2 separate regions of the Capra hircus genome follow, and region 1 is linked to region 2. The links are chromatin contacts, called in public Hi-C maps. All regions are on one chromosome and are shown on one strand. Each heading gives the region's core, a stretch centred on a gene start, on an enhancer-like site or on the middle of the called end of the contact. The rest is flanking DNA. Distances are from core to core; before and after follow the strand shown.

Region 1 (7,161 bases), core at 1,364-3,863, 150 kb before region 2:
CTTTTACTGAATTTCTTAAAACCGAATGAAACTGTTCTTAGAATAGTGATCTTCTTTTAACTTTTTTTTTCTATTTACCTCTCTAAAACATTAAGTCAATGGAGGTGGGATTTGCCAACCCAAGTGAAGAGAGCCAACAACACACCCATGCTGCTCTTTGCAGTCATCGTGGCCAGAATCTGGGTGAGCACTCTTTGGTTAAGACTTGCCACCTTCTGGGGACCCACATGACACAGTCACACACAGGCAGGCCTTGAAAAACTGCTAAACCTCAATGCAGCAAAGTTTGAAGGCAGTATAGGTTGAGTCTTGAGAAGACTTCGAAAACAGTAATTCTCTGTACAAATTCTTATGCTTTAATAGAAAGAATCATCATGAATATATCATTCAATTCTTAATATCTGGGGGGAAAAAAGAATCAGGATTTCCAAACTGGCCCAGATGAATTTTATTACTTAATGAAACCCACCAAAACTTTCATAATGACCTAGTATACACTGGCGGGCACTTCCAGATGGTCCAGTGGTTAAGATTCTGTGCTTCCAATGCAGGGGATACGGATTCGATCCCTGGTTGGAAAACTAAGATCCACATGCCATGTGGTGTGGCAAAAAAAACAACAACAACAACTACATTGGCTATATGAATATATATATCATCGCGCGCACACACACACACACACACACACATATATATATGAAGATATACATACACATATCCCACATATACACCCTACAATTCCAAACAGCAATACATCCCATAGGAATAGGAATCGGGTTTTACCATGTAAATTCAGGTCAGGAAAACTCTTTATACCATAGATATTCAAGAATCAAGCATCACATGAATACCAATGACTTTTTAAAGCAATTTTATGAATAAACAGAATTAACACCTTACATTTTTAGAAATCCAGTTTCTTCTATTCTCTATTTTGTTAATAACAGTATGAGCATTGTTTACCCATTCTTAATCTATCATATGTATATAATTTCCATTAGATTTTTATAAGTTATAAAACATACATCCTATTATTTGGAAAATTAACTAAAAGATAATTTCAAGAAGTTTAAGAACCTGAAGATATTTAAAGAAAATAATTTACATAAACATCTCAGCATGTGTGATTTCAACGATGGTAATTCTATTTCTACATAAAGACGCTACTGCTGATGCGAAGTCGCTTCAGCCGTGTCCGACTCTGTGTGACCCCACAGACAGCAGCCCACCAGGCTCCCCCGTCCCTGGGATTCTCCAGGCAAGAACACTGGAGTGGGTTGCCATTTCTTCCTCCAATGTATGAAAGTGAAAAATGAAAGTGAAGTCGCTCAGGCGTGTCCGACTCTTCGCGACCCCATGGACTGCAGCCTGCCAGGCTCCTCCGTCCATGGAATTTTTCAGGCAAGAGTACTGGAGTGGGGTGCCATTGCCTTCTCCGTACATAAAGATGATCTTCCCCTAAATACAAAGTATGGGTGTATTTCATTAATTTTTACATATTAATTTATAACAATTTATATAGCAATTGAAAAAGAGTGTTCCCTTTATGACTCTTTAGTTTTCTAGAGATAAATCATCCTTGCATATTCAGTATATATTTTTTTGTAAAGTCCACAAATGAAATATGCAAAAATCAACTTGAACAATTAAAGCAATCAGCCAGATGTTTAAAAACTGATGACTTCAGCATCTTTTCATTTTTTAATTTTGACAACAGCACAGCAGCAGCACTTAAAGAAATCAGAAAGATAATAGATAGTTATGGGTCAAAAGCTTGGCGTGCTGCAGTTCACAGAGCTGCAAAGAACAGACATGACTAAGCGACTGAACAACAACAGATCAAACTAACCAGTGGCCCTGCCGTAAGTAAGATTATCTACAATTAATCAGAAAATAATCTGATGCTGTTAGTTTTAAAGCTGAATGTTGCATGCTTCTGAAGCCTTCTGGATCAAGTCCTGAACACAGCATATGAAATGGGCTGTGAACAGAATCTTACACTACAAAGTTGTAATTCTTCAAATCAATTTTTTAAAATCTGCCACTCACTGTAGTTATTACATTTACACAGCGTTCAAAACAGCCAATTTTAAGGAATAGCCCAAATTTCCACTTACCCATGAAAGATGAAGGCTATCATTACTTCCTTTCTGAAACACTCAATTCTCCCACCATTCCCTTCTCTTGAAACTGTATTTCCCTTTGCACAAATTTACCTCTTCGTTTCATAACTGTCATCAATAGAACTAAAATTTACTGAGGACTGTAAACCAGATACTGTTCATGCACTTGCCAAAAGCTATAGTCTCAGCAACTCCATGAAGAAGATATTACTATCTCTATTTTATAAAATGAAGAAACCCATGCTTTGCACCAAGCAGCAGAGCACAACTCAAAACCAAGCTGTCTGTTTCCAAAGAGCCTATGTTCTAATACTGAAACTGTGGTTCTAAACAGGGTACCAAAAAGCCCCAGGATGCCAAATGTCCTCAGAGATATTCTAAATGAGGCAGGGAAGGACACAGCAATATTCAGTATCTGTGAACACTCCAAACTAGTTCGAGGTAGTTCACACTTTTAACATTAGATAGCGCTATAGTCCTCTCAATGACATTCTCTTTTCCCAAAGCGGAGGTTCTAGGAGTTACTGTGATTAAAGTCAAGTCCTCCAAGGGTGGCACTATCCAATGATTCCAAGGCTTGAGAAGTTGTGCCATGTCCAACAGGTGCCCATGTATCATATTATGCAACTATCGTTTTTAAAAGAATGGAATAAATGTTTTTTCCATGTATGTGTATTATTTTGTTAAATATTACTTGTACACTCATTTAAGTTTGGATCTAACCACTTAATACTTATACTGTTAGATATTAATATGGTTAAGTAGCACTACAAAAAAACTTACTGAGATATTCAGACATCAACAAAGTTTCGGAATTTCTACATTACATATACTGTATTTTTACATCCTTATCTTCCATACTTCAAAAAACCCAGCCACACTCCACTCTAATACTATCTATGTCTATTTTTGCATTATTTATGATTATATTTTCTGAAAACTGTAATCAAAAAGCTCCTGAGTTTAGGGTTAAACAACTATTCTAAGGGGTACAGCAGTACATTTTTCCACGTTTCATCAGCAATTTAGATTGATATTGCCTTTGGAAAATGTTATTAATTTCCCCTCAACATAACCCAATTATCAGGCATTATATCTCATGCTTTAAAATAAATAAGCTTCTAATAGGTGGTATATAGATTGATTAAAGGAAATAAAATTATATTTTTTAAAAACTTGAATATTGACTTTTATGATTAAGAAAAACAAAGAGCTAGCAAAGTAACATGTATACATGATCCTACTTTTTATACTTCTATTTTTATGAATACACAGAGAATTATTTGGAAGAGTATACAGCAAACTGTAAACAGCGGCTACCTAAACGGAATGAGACTGACGAAGAGACATAAAGATTAATAACTTCACTTCAAATATCATTTTGTTTAAATTTTTTTTAATTTTGTAATTACTGAAAAAAGGAAAGGAAGGTCTTAAAAGTTTCCCTTGGAAATATTGTTTTCATCAAATCTAGTGGGAAACTTTGGTAACATACATGCAAAACTTAACTCAGAAAGCTTAAATTCTAGACTCTGCTTCAAAACTCAAATATCTGACTTACAGCTTCTCTTTTTTAAAAAAGTCTTTTATGACAAACCTCCATTTCCTTACTTACAAATTGGAAATAAAAATTTTTACTTTGTTCCCCTCAGAAGGTCACTATGAGGATAAATAAAATGAATGTGATCTATAAATTTCTTAAAGGCCATGCAAACAGCTATTACATATCCTACTCCACGGGCTTCCCTGGTGCCTCAGACAGTAAACAATCTGCCTGCAATGTAGGAGACCTGGGTTTGATCCCTGGGTTGGGAAGATTCCCTGGAAAAGAGAATGGCAACCCACTCCAGTATTCTTTACCTGGAGAATCCCATAGACAGAGGAGCCTGGTGGGCCACAGTCCACGTGTCACAAAGAGTCAGACACAACTGAATGACTGACACTTTCACTTTCATTCTATGCACCTGGAAATTAGCATAAATACCAGAAGTGCTACTAGCACTGGCAATAAAATGGAAAAGCTGCTTCCTTAGGGACCATTTCCCCCTAGAGTTAATTATCTGAATAGGTAATACCTGACCAGAATCATCCAACTCTTATAGCTTCATACTGCTGAATAGCAATTCTGATAAATGACCATCAATAACAACAATAATTCTAGCTACCTGTTACGGTTGTTGTGAAAATTAAATAAATTAAAATGTGTAAAAAGTGCTTAAACTAGCATCTGGCTCATAAAAAGCAATTTATTGATACTATTGTGATTATGATGGCTATCATAATATCCCAACATTTCGTGAGTTAACATATAAAAATCCTTGTAAACTATTAGGGAATGACAAATGTTAAAAGTGTTAGCTGAGCCCCAAGGCTTGCAGGATCTTAAGTTCCCTGACCAGGAATCAAACCCAGGCCCCGGCAATGAAAATACCAAGTTATAACCAGTGGATCATCAAGAAATTCCCAACACTTAACTTAAATCTATCATCAGAAAAAAAAAAATCTTAAAAGCACATCTAGTTAAAAATTCAACCTACTCCATTCACACTTTCTCCTAAAGCAGCTAACATCTGGACCTAGAGTATACTTATTTCATACTAAGTGAAGTCAGTCAGACAGAAAGACATATCAATGATTGCTTACATGTGGAATCTAAAAAAAAAAAAAAAGTACAAATGAATCTATTCACAAAACAGAAATTGAGCCACAGATGTAGAAAACAAACTTAGAGCTTGTTAAGGGAAGGGGGGAGGGATAAACTGGGAGACTGGGATTGACATGTACACACTGCTGCTGCTGCTGCTACTAAGTCACTTCAGTCGTGTCCAACTCTGCGCAACCCCAGAGACAGAAGCCCACCGGGCTCCCCTATCCCTGGAATTCTCCAGGCAAGAACACTGGAGTGGGTTGCCATTTCCTTCTCCAATGCATGAAAGTGAAAAGTGAAAGTGAAGTCGCTCAGTCATGTCTGACTCTTCGCGACCCCACGGACTGCAGCGCAGCAGGCTCCTCCGTCCATGGGATTCTCCAGGCAAGAGTACTGGAGTAGGGTGCTATTGCCTTCTCTATATACACACTACTATATATAAAACAGGTAACTAGATTCACTTTGTTGTACAACAGAAACTAACACAATACTGTAAATCAACTATACTCCAATAAAAAATTAATTTTAAAAAATGTTTTAAAATTTATTCCACCACCCACACACAAAAAATCAGCTAATACCTACTGAGCAATTTGCTCAGGGCAAGCACTGGCCAACACACCTTCCACGGATTTTAAAATTTAGATTCAATCTTTCAGACTAAATTGAAAGCAATCACAGGTTCTATTTTAATCCTAGTGTTTTAAATATTGCTAACTGGTGGCTTTACAATATAAAGTAGTGGAAGGACAGTATTATGGAGTCAGAAAAACAGGAATGGGTAAGAGCTTTAATTCCATAAGTCGCACGTGGTGATTCAAAAAATTCACCTCTATTCCGTTTCAACACAAAAGAGCTAGCTAGGCATCTCAAAATTGATTTCAATATAAATGTAACTTCATTCAAAGGCACTAGATGGTCAACTTCATTCAACTAAATTCAATACAGAGATGTGGCGTTCCAACCCCTTGTCCCTCTTCACTATTATTTGTCATTTCTAAGATTCTGAGATTCTGCCTAGAATCGTTTAACACCATCAACAGAAATATTTAATCACTTTAAACCAATAAAAACCATCAGAGGAAGATACACCACCAGAATCATTTAAACCCCATTCAAAATGGTTGGGTCCAAATTCCTGAAAACTAATATCCTTTATAGGAAAGAGACTGTGCTGTTTTTCCAGAATACAAACTTCTCTCCTTACTCTAAATTATAGACATAATAGATTTCTGGCTATCCCCTCAAAACTACGTATCATTCTGCTACACAACCATGAAAAATGATTTTGATCGATAGATACAGACATGGAGATCTCTCTACAATATACTGTTGAATTAAAAAGCAGACTGCAGAATAACAAGTATAATGAATTCCTTTTTATAAAAATATACACATTCAAGGCAGGCAAAAAAGATGAAAAAAATAAATACCACAATTAAGACAACAGCCCACTTAGGTCAGTGGCAAAATTTTCAAGTGTTCCTTTACATATTCTGTATCACCTTAAAATATACATGTACATCCTATATTGTCTGGCCTTGTTTTCAATAAACAAACTTTTTGTTTTAAATAATTGGGGAAAACACTGTTTTCAGTTCCCAGTTAGGCGGAAAAAAAACATGCTTGCTTTTGTCTCAAAAAGCCGTACGTCACAATTTCTCCATATAGAGTCCAAGGAGATAGACAATTTTAGAACAACTTACTACTTGATCACTGATAACTATCAATATTTCTGTACTTAATTCATCCAGAGAAGCAAAAAAGATAGAACATGCTTTAAAAACAAACAAACGAATGAACAGCAGAGTACTTAGAGATACCATCAAGAAAAAAGCTGGAAACACCAGCCCTTTTATTTTCTCTTTTTGAAGGTGTCTCTTCCCATCCTATGGAAAAGTAATAGATACTTCAACAAAACCTGAGTGTTTCCATAGACCCAGGGACCTTTAGAGAAACTTCCTGGCTATGCTTGTATCTTTCACAGCAACTTACATGGTGAGGAAATAGAGTGGCTCTTATCTAGACAGAGTCAGTCAGTCAAAATCTTGACATCACATAACCAAAGGTTAGTTTTGTCCTGAAATCTTCTTCAATCAGAGTCACAGAATACTTACATATTTTAGGTTCTGGTCAGATAACTCAAATTTTAATTGACTGCTATATAGATGCTGTCAAAAGCCCACTTGAAATTACTGAATATTTTAAAGACATTAAAGGAAGTTGCTAACTACCTGTTAGTTGGGATTCTCCTCTCTATTACTCTATCGAAATAAGATTCATATAATATTGCAAATGTAAATTAAAACTTTAGTGTTCCACAGGAATTCTTAACAAGATTGCATTTTATACTAGTCTTTGGTTTTCTAATTGGGGATGATAAAGGCATCT
Region 2 (7,055 bases), core at 2,912-5,411:
GGCTGCAACGTGGTCTTCTTTTGCTCACATTTGATGTATAAACATCTCTGTAGAAGGTCGTCAAGATAAAGTTGAATGAATTCTGCACCAAAGGGTTGGATGACATGAGGCACGTCCCTGTGCCTGTCTGAGCCCACTTCCTCCTGTGTAAAATGTGGGGGTTGGGTTGGTGACCTCAAAAGTGTCTTCTGCTAACATCTTACTGTGTTCAACAGTTCAAGGATAGTTGTGTTCAAGTCCTTGCCCCTCCCCCGACCTTAAAAAAAAAAAAAAAAAGGACTATTCAAGCTAATGAGGGCTTCCCAGGTGGCACAGTAGTAAAGATTTCGCCTGCCAAGGCAGGAAATGCACGAGACTTGGGTTCCATCCCTGGGTCAGGAGGATGCCCTGGAGAAGGAAATGGCAACCCCCTCCAGTATTCTTGCCTGGAAAATTCCATGGACATGGCGGGCTATAATCTGTGGGGTCAGAAAGAGTTGGACAGGACTGAGCAAACACACACATTTGTTCTAAATATGTAAAACTTATTATAGCCATTGTATGTAAATGTTGTGTGTGTAGCTCATTTTACCGCTTCATCCCTGCTTCTGTAGAATAGACTTTTTCTCCTCTCCATGGAGACATTTGGAGACATTTTGACTTGAAAAAAAGAGTCCCAACTGACAATCTTTTCCTGAGGATTTCTATTTCAAAAGATCTTCCTTACTCCAAGATTACAAAAATACATACTCAGTTTACCTTCTGGAATTTTAATGGTTCATTTATTTTATTTTTAATTGTAGATCTTTTACACGTATTTCACATAAGAGGTGAGAGAGAGATCCACCTTTACTCTCTTTTCAAATAAGTACCTCATTTACTGAATAATCTATCCTTTTCACACAGATTTGAAATATATAATCTTTATACAATTTAAACAAAATTTCAAGTATACTGTATAAATTTATAAAAGCTATTGGTTATGTACTAATTAAAAGCTATTGTTAATTTTTCTATGGCAAATTTTAACCCTTGAACTAGTAGAATTATTATTTTTATTTATTTATATTTAAAACTATAGCAAAAATATTTACTCTGACCTCACTGTAGCCATCTTAAGGCATTTAAAACCTTAAGCACAAATGGTCACTTTAATGACTATCAACATATAAAAACTCTCAAAGTAGCAGACTTCCCTTTTCTATCATTATTACTAGTGGCGATCATAGCAATTAGGAGAAGTAAAATAGGAATTACAATTGCAAGGAACTCAGGTTCTAAGATTTAGGAGAAAGTATTCAAAAGCAGAGGCATTACTTTGCCGACTAAGGTCCATCTAGTCAAGGCTATGGTTTTTCCAGTGGTCATGTATGGATGTGAGAGTTGGACTGTGAAGAAGTCTGAGTGCCAAAGAATTGATGCTTTTGAACTTGGTGTTGGAGAATACTCTTGAGAGTTCCTTGGACTGCAAGGAGATCCAACCAGTCCATTCTGAAGGAGATCAGCCCTGGGTGTTCTTTGGAAGGAATGATGCTGAAGCTGAAACTCCAGTACTTTGGCCACCTCATGTGAAGAGTTGACTCATTGGAAAAGACTCTGATGCTGGGAGGGATTGAGGGCAGGAGGAGAAGGGGACGACAGAGGATGAGATGGCTGGATGGCATCACTGACTCGATGGACTTGAGTCTGAGTGAACTCCGGGAGTTGGTGATGGACAGGGAGGCCTGGTGTGCTGCGATTCATGGGGTCACAAAGAGTCGGACACAACTGAGCGACTGAACTGAACTGAACTGAACTGAGGACTAGGACCTGTGGAGGTTATCCCAGGGATCAAGGTTTATGTGCAAAATTAGAAAGTTTGAGACACTTTCTTCCCAGGGTGCCTCCTCCCCACCCCAAGTACCACTGTTCTTGCTTTCTCTCTACCTCACTTTCTCTCTCAGATTTGCCTCTCAGGTTTTCATTCACACTGAAGTGTTGATGACTGGCTGCTAGCCAACACAGCTATTCTCACTAGAGTGTGAGACATGTGGAAATTAACTTGTGACCAATAAAAGAGTGCTTACGTTTGAGACACTTTTTGTGTTGACTCTTTTACAACCCCCCGTGGACTGTAGCTTGCCAGACTCCTCTGACCATGGGATTTCCCAGGCAAGAATGCTGGAGCGAGTTGCCAGTTTCTTCTCCAGGGGATCATCTCGACCCAGGGAGCAAACCCACGTCTCCTACTTGGCAGGCGAATTCTTTACCACTGAGCCACCGGGGAAGCCCCTGAGACCCTTTTTGTTGTTCAGTTGTTAAGTTGCATTTGCTGAGACCCCATGAGTTGCAGCACACCAGACTTCCCTGTCCTGGCCTCTTTGTTTTCTAATAAATCTAAGTTGATTTGATATCCCCACAGAAATGAGTGCACCTGATCTTGTCTGCATACTTCTTTCGTGACAGAGAAAAAGGTGTTGGTAATTGTCTGGAATCTCTTCATCCCAATCCATTGGAATATAATTAAGTGCCATTAATAGCTGAGGCCACTTCCAATTGCCATATGAGGTGAGTTCAGCTTATACGGTTGGCTTCATTTTCTTTTGGGTGTTGTCCAAGGATAAATTTTTAGTAAGTTTACCAAATCTCTATTGCAAATGAGGAAGTAGGATGCTGGAAACATGTGTGCGTGCATGCTAAATCACTTCAGTCATGTCCAACTCTTTGTGACCCACTGGATTGCACCCTCCAGGCTCCTCTGTCCATGAACTTCTCCAGGCAAGAATACTGGAGTGGGTTGCCATGCCCTCCTCCAGGGCTGGAAACATATGTGCTACTAAAACTACAAAAATTATAATTACTAATGAAAGACATAAAGTGATGACACAGATGAATGTATGCTACTTTTATTCATACTGGTACTCAATAAATATTAGTTGAATGAATGAATAAATATTTTAAACTTACTGAAATCTATGTTTATATAGTTAATACATAATATAGAGTTCTGTTGATGCTTTTCTGGAATATTTACTCACTTTTAATCAAATCTGTGGTATACAAACAGCACTTTCAGGGAATCCCCTGGGGATCCAGCGGCTAGGGCTCTGCATTCTCACTGCCAAGGGTGCGGGTTCAATTCCTGGTTGGAGGAACCGAGATCCCGAAAGCTGCACAGCACAGCCAAAACAAACAAACAAAACAAAACATTACTTTCAGAGAGTGCTTTTTGAAATTTTTTGAATGTCATCTTATGTATTTTTCATCATAAAAATATCAAGTTTTAGGAGAAAAACAAAAGTCCTAATTGATGAAACAAGAGCACAGTAATGTCTGAGAGTATAAAGAAGTGACAACTGGTTTCTAAATTTTGTACAGAATCCCTAGCCTCAGGAATATCTTACTTTGCTCTGAAAAATACTTCTATGAAACCGTATCTACTTTAGAAATATTTTCAATAATATTTGCCTTATTTCTTTGCCTGCTCCCCTGAAGCTATTACATTTGTTAAAACAAAACTGGGTTACCTGATAGGCATCTTTGTCATCCAAAGTGAGGGAAAAGTGTAGGAAACAAAAATTTGAAAAGTGGGGCTCTCTCTCACACACGCACACACCGAGTTCAGAGCCTTAAGCCAGAGGACGGAGGCCCCAAGCATAAGACTGAGGCAATAGCCAACAGCAGGCTGAAGCTCTGGACTCACGCCCTGTGGGCAGCCCCTATCCCTCATCCACTTGTAATATCAGCTCTGCTGCTCCATGTTCACTGTCGCGTTCCTGACTGCTAGGAAAGTGGAGTTGGGACCATTACTGGGAGCCAGTGATCCAAGCAGCTGCTTTTACCAGTTAAGTAGAACTGCAAACTATCCCCCCTCCCCACCCTGCATTCAAGAATGAGGATAACTGAGGTCTCCCTGGCTCACAGGAGATATCAAGTGTTCATCTCAGGGTCCCTTCCAGGGGGGCTCACTGACTTGGGATTTCAGTTCTTACTCCCCGAGCAGTTTTCCCAGCCACAAGAAGTTGTTCGGTCCTTTTAAATTCATCTCAGGATGAAAACTATGTGGAGCAGTCAGGATAGAAGCCATGTGAGCAACAAATAACAAGGCAGCAGTTGCATTTAGCGGGCACAGGGTTTCAGTGACTCCATGCTAGCTAAATATAGACGAACACTTGGTGTGCTGTGCGCGCCAGGGAGAACCATGATGCAATCATCTCCTCCCCTAGATGGAAGGGGGAGGACAGGGTCAGAAGGCGCGTCTGTGTGTGTGTGTGTGTGTCTTTACTAAGAGATCAGCCTACAGCAATTTCAGTCAATGGTCAAGCCAAAGGGTCTAATTTTACACTCCTAACTTAGACAGAGCTTTTCCGGTCAGTGGTAAGTGTGGTATTTTTCCCAGTGTAAATGGACTTTTCTTCCTTCCCTTTCTGCAGGTGAGTTTTGAGATGTTCTGCTCTCCTAGGCCTGCCAGAAGTTGCTGTATAGAAAGGAAATCTGATTTCCAGAAAGATCTCTCTCCTCCTCCACGCTCTTTCAACTTGTCTTAAGGCCCTGAAGGAAAAAAGGTCCTCAGCCCCCCAGGGAAGGCTTAGTGTAGGCCCAGAATGAGAAGAGTCTTTAGGGGCAGCCTGAAGCCATGGGTCCTCGTTCTCCCAAAGCTGGGAACATGTTTTACCTCTGAGGGTGGAATACAATCAAGTCTCCGTCTCTGTAGAGGGACAGCAGCAAAGACTCACCAACCAATGAGGAATCTATGAAAATCTGAATCCAGCCACTGACAACCACTCACTGACTTTTTGCCTCTATGAATTTAGCCATTCTGAATATTTCATGTAAGTGAACTCATACCTGTGTGGCCTACCACTTAGTTTTTTTGCACTGGTATTAGCGCTTTTCTAAATGTCTGCTTCCTCGTGATTGGCAGAGGAAACTTTTTCACCTTTGGACTGTCCACGTCTTCTTCCTTCTCAAACAGCCCATGAGTCCTTTTATCTCTTTGTGCTCATCTCCAGGGTCTTACTTCTTGTTAGGCTATCTACCCTTCATGCTAGAGCAGGGCCATCCAAATGCTAGCCACAGGCCATATGGAGCAATATAGATTATTAACTAAAATTAAACAACACTTGGAACTTCCCTGGTGGTCTAGTGGCTAAGACTCCGTGCTCTCAATGCAGGGGGCCAGGGTTTGATCACTGGTCAGAAAACTAGATCCCACGTGCCACAACTAAGACTCAGCACAGCCAAATATATAAATATTTTTTTAATTGATCTACATTAAAAATTTAGTTTTTCAGGCATACTAGCAACATTTCAAATGCCTAGTAGGCACACATGGTTAGTGAACTCTGTATGGGCCAACTTAGATAAAGGCTTAAAAAGTGTCTCTCTTATACTGTTATCTCACCCTGCTAGGCACCCGGATCCAAAAACAAAGGGTAAGGAGAAAAAAATCTCTTCCCTGTTACATCCATTTGCTATCTTAGTTTTTAAACTCTCCAGTTAGACTGTAAAGTCCTTGGAGACAGTCCACATCTCATGCTCGTAACAAGAAAACATCAAGTATGCAGCTATGTACACAGAAGACATGCAGCCAAGATTTTCAGATAAACAACTGATAGAAACATTCAGCCCAGGCTTGGTCACTGAGCCCAAGGGTGTCCGTATACCCAGGTCCCCTTGGAGGGTGTGTTCTCTCCATATTGACTGTGGCTCGAGATCCAACAAGTCCATCCTAAAGGAGATCAATCCAGGGTATTCATTGGAAGGACTGATGTTGAAGCTGAAACTCCAATGCTTTGGTCACCTGATGGGAAGAGCTGACTCATTGGAAAAGACCCTGATGCTAGGAAAGATTGAGGGCAGGAGGAGAAGGGGACGACAGAGGATGAGATGGTTGGATAGCATCACCGACTCTATGGACATGGGTTTGGGTGGACTCTGGGAGTTGGTGATGGACAGGGAGGCCTGGAGTGCTGCAGTTCATGGGGGAGTTCATGCGGGAGTTCATGCAATGCAGTTCATGTCCGCAGAGAGTCAGACACGACTGAGCGACTAAACTGAACTGAACTGAACTGAACTGCCCTCCAGCTAGGGACTGGGGACAGAGAGAGTCAATGGGCGGTGGCACTGCACTTTGGAGTGTAAATTACATCCTCACCTCTAAGCAACTATAGTACCTGCTCATTCCCCTATGAAAGTAATTATCACTTGCAATAAATGTTACCTGTATGTGTCTGCCTTTCCTAGCAGAGTGTGAAAACTTGATGCAGCTCCAAACACATTAAAAGGCACTCGACGATTTAGTGTAAAAAAAACAAACGTAAACAAATATGTTAATGAAAGGGATCTTTTCTAGATATGAGGTAGAAATGGCAGCTAAGGAATTAAAGGCAGCCACAATGGGTAGAGTTCAGAGCCAGGCAGGGCAGAGGAAGGCAGAGGCTGGGGCCCTGGTTGCCCTGTGTTCCATTTCCTGTGAGAAAGACCCCTCCTCTAACCTAGCAAGACCTGGTGCAACTCTGGAGCTGTGGGGGAGGGGTGGGAGTGGGGGAGGATGTGGGGGTGGAGAATATGCTTCTGCTTTCAAATTTACTTGCCTCAGGAGGAAAAACAAAATGACAGCTAAACCTCCATAGCCTTGATCTGCCTGTGATGGAAAATATCATACACTTTTGCTCTTTGGACTTTGATCCACAGCAAAACTTTCCACTAGAAACCAGTATGGAAGTCTCACCACCTCCAGGTCAATAGAACTTAAGGAATCTTGATGTCACCCCCTTTTTCTCCACTCCTTTCACTCAACACTTCCTGCCACACCATACATCTGCATTCACATTCAGCCCTTGCTAGCTGGTTGGTTATTTTTTTTTCCAGTCCTTTAAAACCAGTTCTATCTGACCCCCTAAATCCTTGCTCTTAGGCTCTGCAGCTGAGGGATTATGCCATGTTGCTCTTCATGTTAGTTGAGTTCTTATTAGTGTAAAGATGAGGAAAACTGAGACTCACAGAAGGTAAGTAATTTATCTAGATTCATTCAGCTTATAGGAGATGACACTTGGGTTCCACCTCCAGTCTAGCTGACTGCAGAACCATGGTTG

Evidence for each region. A called contact is a pair of places that touch in the nucleus more often than the background predicts.
Region 1: a Hi-C map of blood shows a contact between it and region 2, with 4 times the contacts expected there. The contact joins two enhancer-like sites. A contact is called at or near these places in 2 of 5 Hi-C or Micro-C datasets (both in blood).

The regions. Positions count from the first base shown.
Region 1 is chr11:26,282,388-26,289,548 of ARS1.2, reverse strand. The region is part of intron 2 of PPM1B (protein phosphatase 1B); the gene reads right to left. Among named protein-coding and RNA genes, the nearest start is that of SLC3A1, 54 kb to the left of the region's middle. Within about 2 kb of position 2,613, at least 1 of the 5 cell types and tissues checked has an H3K27ac peak or open chromatin away from gene starts, as enhancers often do.
Region 2 is chr11:26,130,612-26,137,666 of ARS1.2, reverse strand. No RefSeq gene overlaps it. Among named protein-coding and RNA genes, the nearest start is that of TRNAC-GCA, 4.2 kb to the right of the region's middle. Within about 2 kb of position 4,161, at least 2 of the 5 cell types and tissues checked have an H3K27ac peak or open chromatin away from gene starts, as enhancers often do.